2 separate regions of the Pan troglodytes genome follow, and region 2 is linked to region 1. The links are chromatin contacts, called in public Hi-C maps. All regions are on one chromosome and are shown on one strand. The core of a region is the stretch at or near the end of the contact, and the rest is flanking DNA. Distances in the headings are between cores, read along the strand shown. Region 1 has its middle 33 kb from the start of DDX24. Region 2 holds the start of IFI27L2 (interferon alpha inducible protein 27 like 2).

Region 1 (4,615 bases), core at 1,360-3,859:
TGACATTCCATTGTAGAAAAATGGGGCCTCTGGTGTCTCTTTACCAGGGGCAGTGCCTCTCTGCGGGGGAGGAAAAGCTCAAGGTTAGCTGTCTTAACCCAAGTGACTTACCAGGCCTACAGAAGAGTCCAGTCCAGTCACTTGTTGGACTGGGCTCTGACAGATGGCCTGTTGAGGTCAACTGGAATGTGAGGGCTGCGGTGTGGTTTCAAACATTCATGATGGATGTATTTTCCTACCCCTAACTTAAGGAGAAAAAAAAAAGACTTCCTTTTTTTTGCCAAAGTCCAGAAAGGGGCCTTTAGCCTTTAGTAGGAGCTCAAATTGTTGGGGCCCCTCTACCTCTCTCAGGGCTAGAACTGCCTGACTCTTGGTGGACGAGCCCTTCAGGGTTCTGCTGTCAGCCCCACCTGGACAGAGGCTTACAAGACTAGGGTCTGGACCAGAATCTGTGTATTTCTGTCTGGGACCAGGAAGCTGCAGCTGTCCCATCATCCCCAGCGAATCCTAGAAGTGGAGTCTGGATACTTCAAGGATAGAGGTGTTGGCACGCACAGCCATGGACCCAGCTGAGCAGAGCAGACGCTTTGCAGGCTGCCCCTGGCTGCTTCCTCCCTTTCCCGCTTCTGCTCTCTTTATGGACTGGTCAGAGGGTAGGTGGGAAAGAACAGACAAGCCATGGAAGTTGGCAGTGGGGAGATTTCCACTGTGGAAACCGCCTGGGAATTCTGGCCAGCAGCTTCCTCCTTCAGCCACCTGGCCATACCCCTTAAATAAGCCCCTCACCTTGCTGCCTCAGGACCTTCAAGATTCCATCTGTGGGCTGGCCGGCAAGATGGCACCAGTGGGGACCCACACCCTGGCTGGGCGGAGGTGCTGCTAGCAACCTCTCTTCCTCTATAAGAGGAAATGGAAAATGCAGGGTGTGGAATTGCCCTTTGGGGTCCTTCCTTAATTGAAGGCCACCTTCTCACAGGTTTCATTCTGCAGGGATTTACTGGAATCTATTGGTGCTGCTGCGTGAGTCTGCTGACAACCTGACTGCACAAGGACTGGGTAGCAGACTCCTCAGAGTCCTCTTGACACAAATGTCAGATTTGTGTCACTCTTCTGCCTTCATGAAAAGCCAATAGCACTCTCAGATATCAGGGGATTTTAGTTCCAAGCAGGGACCCTGGTTTCCATACTGCCCTCAGCTGGAGTTTGGATCCAAAGGCTCTGGCTAAGTCATTATGTCACTTTTTCACAGGAATGTAAATTTGACCGTCACCTCTGAATTTGTTCAGTGTCCCACCATGGTCTATGAGAAGTACACTGGAAGCGTGGGGGGAACACATGACATGATTTGTGAATAGCATCATCTTTGCCAGACAAGTCTCCAGGGGATCCCTGTTTCCCAACTGAAAGGTGTGAACGGACACACACATGGCCTGGATGACGCCTTGGCTGTTCTAAGGGGCTGTAAGGTGGGCTCTGGGCCTTCCAGCTAGGCTCTCAAGCACAGCAGAAGCCTCACTGGGCTGCTATGTCTCTGTATTTGTGGCTTGTGTGGTAGCCTCAGAAGCAGAGCTGTTTGGCAGACTGGCTGGAGAAATTCCCTCTAGGAGACTTCCTGTGCTGTGCTTCCAGGTCACAGAGCCCCCCGGAAACTCACAGGGGCCCTCTTCCCAGAAAAGAATCTATTCTATCACTTCAGAATCAGGACACTCAAGCTCTGGCAGAGGAAGGCCAAGTTACTTTCATGGTCTTACCCTCTGCTTTTCCCCTTTTTGCAAAAAACCACTGGCCAAATCCGAACCATTGCCCTTGTTTCCCCCACGTTCTCTCTCAGATCTTTGTCTCGAAGGGAAAACATAGTGGATGAAAAGGTGTGGCAGGCTTTGGCAGCTTGTTAAAATCTAGTCATCTGTGGATGTTACCTTGCTTGTCCACAGCAGCCAGTCACCCTGGCCAGTCCCACTTCCTGGATAATTCTCTACCCTCACCCCAGAGCCATCTCTCTCCAGACCAAAAGCTGGAAGGAGAGTTGCTTTGAGAGCTTGTTTTCACAACTGCATGTTTATTATGATACTTTCTCTCCAAAGGAAACTTTTAAATCAATGGGAACAATTAGCAACAGAAAGAGCACAGTCCCTGCTTTTGACTGGGTTCCTATTTTAAGCACAAATGAGAGCTCTGGAGCCAGAATGCCAGGGTTCAAACTTCAGCATTCACTTACTAGCTGTATGATCTTGGCCAAGTCACTTCACCTCCCTGAGCCCCAATTCCCAAGTTTGTGAAATGGCAACAATACCTATGTGTCACTGGATTATTGGTTAAAACGGAATGAGATTCCTTGTGTGAAAATAGCTATTATACCTGACACACTCATCGTATGGGCTCTACAAAGGGATATTCCCCAACCTGTCCTTCCTGACAGGAAGCATAGGGCACTGCAGATGGGGAAGCATGTCACCTTGGCAGTGACTCGGTGGCTTCCCAAGCAAGATTGTCAGGGGAACCATGAGAGAGAGTCTAGGAGCCAAACACATCACCACCCTGAGCAGATACAGGAGTGGGGAGGGGGCTGTAACTCAGTGAGTGGCTTCCAGGGGCCCCAGGCCCTGCGGGATGTGGGCCAAGCCCTACAGCTTCCCTGGGCAGTAAGTAAAAACATTCTCCTAGCATTAAAATGGTTTCCATAACTACTTTTGTCCTGGCTTCTTAATACTGGGTACCTGGCATGCAGCCAAGAACTCTGCTTTTCCGTGGTGCTTATGTATTAAGTAGATTAGCTGGGGAGGGATATTCCTTGTTTAATGGCAGATCCAGGACACTCTGGAAGCTCTGCCCACCAACTTCACCTTACCAGGCGAGAGTAGCACTGCTTGGAAGGCTGCTCCTGTCTTTTAAAGCCTGTCTACGTATTAGCTCCTCCACCAAGGAAAAGAATTTGCTGTTAGATGGCTAGGACAGGACACGGACAGTCATCAGGGGATCAATGTTTGGCTTATGACAAGTGGCTTCACTCCCACGGCTCAGGTGCTATTAGGGGATATTGAGCCCGCTTACTAACCCCACTGACCACCACTGCATCATTTGGAAAATGGAGAGTCTCCCTGCCATTCTCTGATAGCTGTCAGTCAGGAGCTGACCTCACAGACAAGGGCAATTTCCCCTCCTATTCAGGTCACTGGTGACACTGGGGGATGGGAGGCCATTCCTTGGCAACACTTCTGAGACTGAAGTAGTTTTCTGAACTTGTCCTGGGCCCAAAAGGAAGATACTAATCCCACCTCTGCTACTTGGCTGCTGCGTGGCCCTGGGCAAGTCTCAATCAGTGGGTGTCTATATGCTCAGGTACAAAAAACACTATTAAGACTTATAGATGGGCACAGTGGCTCACACCTGTAATCTCAGCACTTTGGGAGGCTGAGGCAAGAGGATCACTTGAGGGCAGGAGTTTTGAGACCAGCCTAAGCAACATAGTGAGACCCCATCTCTACTAAAAAAAAAAAAATTCAGCCAGATGTGGTGTTGTGTGCCTGTAGTCCCAGCTACTTGGGAGGCTGAGGCGGGAGGACTGCCTGGGCCCAGGAGTGTGAGGTTGCAGTGAGCTGTGATTGTGTCATTGTACTCCAACCTGGGCAACGGAGCAAGACCCTGTCTCAAAAAAAAAAAAAAATTATTTCTCAGGACCTTCAAGACTAAATGCTAATTAGATAAAAGTGCCAACCATGAGGCTGAGAGAGGCTAGCTACTTAGATCTTGGGGTATCTTGGTCCCTTTGTGTATCCTCTTCAATTCCCTAGCACCCCTTGAACTAAACAACTGTATTGTATTGTGCCCCGACGAATATCTGTTTGGAAGCCAGACAGCTGTGCAGAAATCTATGCTTCTCCCATGGTTGTGGGAGTTGTGGATACTCACCTACACTGATCCAGACAAAGCTGGGGCAGCATTGGGAAGTCCCTAGTTCCCTGAGCACATATTTATACCAGGCTGACCAAGCCTTGAGTTCCTCTTCTCCCAAGGAGCTCAGCTAAGGGAACACAGCATGGCAAGTGCTATGAAGAGGGTAAGCACGGGACACTAAGGGAGCCCCAGGAGAAGCACTGCTTCCCCTTAGAGGCTCAGGACTAGAGGACCCATGGCAGTGCTCCAGGATGGAGAAGGCCAAAAGGCAATCCAGACCGACGGAAAAGCCTATTCTGCACAAAGGCTCAGGACAAGAGAAGGGGTGCATGGAACCGTGGGCAGGAGCCTGCTCTGTCACAGAGGAGGGAGTGGAGACAAGGCTGGGGCTAGATCCTGAGGGCTTCACACGCCAGACCTAGCGACTGTTACTGTTGGCTCTGTGATGTGAGGGAAGCCTGAAGACAGCAACCTCATCCCTGCCCACCTCCCACGGTGGCTCGGACAATACCCAGGAGAGTGGAGAGAGCTAAGGAGCTATTAGGTTGCTGCTCTGGGTAAAGCAGGAACATGCACCTCTTGAACATTCCAGCCTCTTGCTCCATCCACACTGTCCAATCTTGGCCTGCAGCCAGAGGTCTGACACTATTCCTGTCCTTTCAAGGGCTTAGCACTGTGCTGGCCCAGGAGAATCACTAAGTTAATAATGAAACAAACTACA
Region 2 (4,776 bases), core at 2,135-4,634, 81 kb after region 1:
CCTGGGACACCTTTCCCTTTGCCTGCCTCCTCCTCTGTCAGACTTCCATTCGCCTTTCAAAGCCCAAGCCTTTGCCTCCTCTTCCAGGAAGGCTCCCCAGATGTGAGAATATATCTCTGCCTCCTCTGTGCTCCCTACTTGTGGCTGGAGTCCATCACTGCACTGAACATAATGCTCTGTGTCACTTTTGTTTGGGTAAGTGCCCAGTTTCTCCTGACATCATAGTCTCCTGGGGGTCTATGTGGACCCCTCCCATCCACTGTAGCACCCGTCACATGAACAAAGACTGGAGTCTTTAAGTGACTGATATAGTTTGGATGTTTGTACCCTCCAAGTCTCATGTTAAAATGGGATTCCCCAGTGTTGGAAGTGGGGCCTAGGGGCAGGTGTTTGGGTCATGGGGGCGGATCCCTCATGAATGACTCCGTGTCCTCCCCACAGTAAGGAGTGTTTTCACTCTATTCGTTCACAAGAGAGCTGGCTACTTAAAAGAGCCTGGCATCTCTCTTGCTCCCTCTCTTGCCACGTGACACACCTGCTCCTCCTTCCCCTTGTGCAATTGTAAGCTTCCTGAGGCTTTCACCAGAAGTAGATGCCGGCACCATGCTTCTTGTACAGTCTGCAGAACTGTGGGCCCAATAGACCTCTTTTCTTTATAAATGACCCAGCTTCAGGTATTCCTTTATTGTTACCCCAAACAGCCTCACACAGTGAGGGTGTGGTCAGGGTTCCAGGTCTTCACGCATGAACTCAGCCTTTCCTTCAATTTTCCAGCCACATTTTGGTGACCATTCCTGACTCAGCCTCCTCCCCTCAAAGTACCTAGAGCCTGCATGTAACACTGGACACATTGTCTTTTCCTGCTGGCTTGCTTATTAGCCTTCTGACAAGACTTTGAGGTTAGGCAAGGGAAGGATGGTGTCCTGCTCATTCTGGGTATCTAGTGCCATTAATGAAGAACAGAGGGCTCTACAGTCAGTGGTTCCTGAAGTGCCCTGGCTTCCCCTCACCCCTGCCTCCTAACAGCAGCCTGTGACAATGCCAACATTGAATAAGGGGGAAACTGAGGCCCAGAAAAGGCCCATGAATGGCCCTGGGTCACATGGCCCATCTCCGTAAGGCTGAGACCAATCAAAGCCTTCTGCCTACCGATTATCTGCGTGGCCAACCACCTCCCTCTGCCCCTCCACGACAGGGCAGTCTAGGAGAGAGGGAGAACTGGAAACCTCCAGCTCAGAACTCCAACCAGAGCTGCAAGAAGCAAAACAGGGAGACGCATCTGCATGTGACCTTTATTCCTCATGTTTCTCTGACTTGAGTGGGGGTTTTGGAGGTTCACCTTGGGGTACATTTTCTCTTGCCTCATCTTTAGCCTCGGGTTCAGCTGGGAGAGAAGAAGAAGATGAATTCCCCAAGCAGGCCCCCAACACTGACCCAACAGAGGCCAGGAGGATGTTGGATGATGTGGAGAGTCCAGCTGCCCCTGTGGAGGAGACAGAGAATGAGCACAGGGGTCGGGCAGTGGCCCAGAAATCCCACCCGGATCCCTCCTCCAGGTCCTGAAAATCCCAGGGCTCTGCCATGGGTAGAAGCTGCTAGAGGCAACTAAAAGACAGCTCAGGGGTGAATTCACGGAAACTGAGAGACAGAGGGAGAGTCATCCACAGACAGACCCTAAGAGCTACAGAGCCCCTCACTTTACACAGGAGGCCACTGAGGCCCAGAAAGGACAGGGGACCTTGCCCAGGTCACCCAGGTGTCAGAACCCAGGCATTGCTCTTGGCCTAGGTTCCTTTCCTCTTCTCCCTACCCAGCACCCCATCACCCCTCCACTCCCACCCCAAACCTCACTCAGAAGGAGCCAGAAGAGGGGACAGTGAGGGAGAGACTGAAGACCCAGGAAGCTGAGGGTCACGGAACTGCAGGGTGAGAAGAGCTTCCCTCGGGCTCAGCCTCAGGGCTGGATCTTCTCGCAGCTCTGGTGGTCCTGTCTAGGACACTTACCCACAGACTGCAGAGTAGCCACCAGGCTCCCCGCAGAAACACCACCCCCGTTGGCAATGGCTGCTGCGGACATCATCTTGGCTGCTATGGAGGACGCGGCGATTCCTGCCCCAGTGAAGCCCATGGCACTGAGCACCACGGGCACAGCCCCCACTGCCAGGGCTGTGGGGAGAGAGAAGCTGAGTGCAGAGGTGGGCTCAGGAGAAGGGACCCTTCCCCCCGCCCCCCGCTTAGGAATTCCTTGACAGTTTCCGGAGACTGTCAGCTTGAGCAATAGAGAGATGGCAGGTTAGTGGTCTTCTGGTGAAGAAAAGGTGGAGTGTGGAGCCAGGTGAAGCAAAGATGTCATAGAAGGACCAGCCATGGCCCTGGTTTGTCTCTAACTTGCTGTGTGATGCTGAGGAAGTCAATACCCTTCATTGGGTCTCAAATTTGTGTGTGTGTGTGTGTGTGTGTGTGTATGTGTGTGTGTCCACGCATAAATGTGAAATAAGCCATGTGGAGTTTAGCTGCAAACCCTCTTTCAAACGATCTTCCTCCTATGCTGATTCGACATAAGGACTAGAAGAGAAGCTGGGTCAGGAATGGGAGTGAGCTTTTCCCTGGAGTATTTTGATGCTGCTCTCGGCCCTTGTGGCTCACTCAGGCTACTCGGGCAGCTTCGGAAGTGGAGGGTGAGAGGATGAGAGGATGAGAGCCAGCCCAGCGCCTCATCTCTGCGTTCTCCCAGCAGCCCCGGGACCAGGCTAGGTGAGGGCCTGGAGACAGGCGATCCGGGTAACTTACCTCCTCCCACTGCAGCAGCAGCTGCCCGTTCTAGAGAGAGAGTGCCAGGGGAAGGCAGAGGGAGAGGGGAAAGGGGAGAAAGAGGAGCGAGAGGGGCAGAAAGGGAGGGAGGGGGAGGGAAGAAGGGAGGGGGAGGGAAGCAAGGAGCGGAGGGAGGAAGGGAAGGGGAGGGAGGAAGGGAGGGAGAGGGAGTCAGTAGGTCAGCTGGTTGATGAAGTCAGGGAATGAAGCTATTCCCTGTCCCTTCCTGGGCTGGGGTCGGAGAAGCCTGCCCCCAGCCCAGCCCGCCAGCCCCCTGGGGAAGCAAGACTCACTCATCATGGTGAGGCCGTCCGGGTCCCAACTTGGCCCAGGAAATGACAGCGTTCTTGGGGTGTTACTTCCCCCTCCATCCAGTAGGGACGCGCCCACTCTGCCCTAGAGAGACGCAGGCCCCGCCCCCCGCCCCACCCCGCTCGCCCGGGAGCCTTCGCGACTCCCCGGCTCGCCTGTCCCGGCTTGATGGATCTACCGAAGAGAAAAGCGCTGGAAAGAACCTAGAAGCCAGAGCAAGTGAGCCCTGCTTCCAAATTGCTGTAGCACCGCCCCCCACTCCAACCCCGCCAATAACAGAAGAGCTGTTTGCTGCAAAAACCAAAACCAAAAACAACACAACAATAACAAAGAAACAAACAAAATGCAAGGAGAAAAATGATGTTTAATTTAATAAACGATGTTTAACTTCCAGAGAGACACTAATATAAATACATTCTGGCACGTTTGCTCCCAGCCTATGTCTCCCCTGAATATGTAAACACCCCCTCCACCACTGGCCAATTTCCCATCACACTCTGCCTTGCAAATTACTTACTTTAGTTAATCAACCATTTAGATTTCCCCAGGCTGCTTAATATCCTTCAACAAGATTTTTAAAAAGTCAAGTTTATTAAGGTGTAGGTGATTTACAAAGTAAAATTCACCCTTTTAGTGTACACTTCTGTGAGTCTGGGAGGCTTTGACAGCTCTGATTCAGACCGTTTTTTTTACATGCCCCGCCCCCTCCTCCATCAATTCTCTCATGCGCTTTTGGAGTCACCCCCGCCCTGCTCCTGGCAACCATCCCCGCCCATTTGCCTTTTCCAGAACTTCAATATGATATTTGTCATTAAATATTCCATCCCCGTGGGTTCAACGTATCAGCCCTCCCTTTTAAGGGTTCAAAGTCTAATTTTTGCTCTGATAAGTTATTTTAGCATGAAGTGCTAACATTATGGGGCACAAGTGTTTTCTGTATATTCCTGGAGGTGGAACTGCTGGGTCAGAAACTGTGCATTTTTTACAGCACCTGATACCTGTGTTGTTATGTTGGCATCCAAAACTATTGTCATCAGTTTACATTTTCCCAGAAGTATGTGAGAGAATCTATTTTTTTTCTACTCCTCACTAACAATTAGCTTTGTCGTTAAGAAACAATAACACAAAAACCCTTTGTTGATTTAATAGGTGACTTATTTTAATATACTTTTCTCTTCACCACTAGTGAGACTAAACTATTTTTAAGTTTATTAGCTTCATGTACTCCTTATTTTGTGAGTTATCTTCTCATATTCTTGGATCCTTGTTCTACTGAACAAGGATCCTTATTGGTATGTAGGAATTAATGATATATTAATTATCTTCATCCATTCTCATAGATGTTGCAAATTTTTATTTATACTTCATTCCTGCCTTTTTGGTGTTTTTTTTAAAACAGAAAAGTGTTTAATATTTATGCAAACTTACCAGTATTTTACTTTATTATTTTTGTCTTTAGAAAAGGCCATTTCTACTAGCTATTCAATACACTGTCACTTGTATTTTCTTTAGATTCTTCTGGGGTTTGCTATTTAAGATTTACTTTAATCCGTCTGGAATTTAGATTGGTACATATAGTGTTTTATGTATCCATATATGTCTTAGCCAGTTGTTCCACTACCATTATTGAATCATCTTACATTTCACCTTCAA

Evidence for each region. Hi-C and Micro-C count contacts between places; a contact is called where the count stands out from the background.
Region 2: a contact with region 1 is called in a Hi-C map of stem cell-derived neural progenitor cells, with 2.7 times the contacts expected there. The contact joins the promoter of IFI27L2 here to the enhancer-like site in region 1. A contact is called at or near these places in 5 of 7 Hi-C or Micro-C datasets (blood, induced pluripotent stem cells, a lymphoblastoid cell line and 1 more), 1 of 1 datasets of contacts at active chromatin or transcription factors (stem cell-derived excitatory neurons) and 1 of 1 other capture datasets (stem cell-derived neural stem cells).

What each region holds. Positions count from the first base shown.
Region 1 is chr15:92,054,707-92,059,321 of NHGRI_mPanTro3-v2.0_pri, forward strand. No RefSeq gene overlaps it. Among named protein-coding and RNA genes, the nearest start is that of DDX24, 33 kb to the right of the region's middle. Within about 2 kb of position 2,610, at least 7 of the 24 cell types and tissues checked have an H3K27ac peak or open chromatin away from gene starts, as enhancers often do. A contact at or near this core is called in stem cell-derived neural progenitor cells and stem cell-derived neural stem cells, where this site is marked.
Region 2 is chr15:92,134,927-92,139,702 of NHGRI_mPanTro3-v2.0_pri, forward strand. IFI27L2 (interferon alpha inducible protein 27 like 2) reads right to left here and starts at 3,385. Exons shown (of 4, transcript XM_016926665.4): 1 at 3,105-3,385; 2 at 2,791-2,820; 3 at 2,005-2,166; 4 at 1,281-1,483. The coding sequence starts at 3,111. The coding sequence ends at 1,293.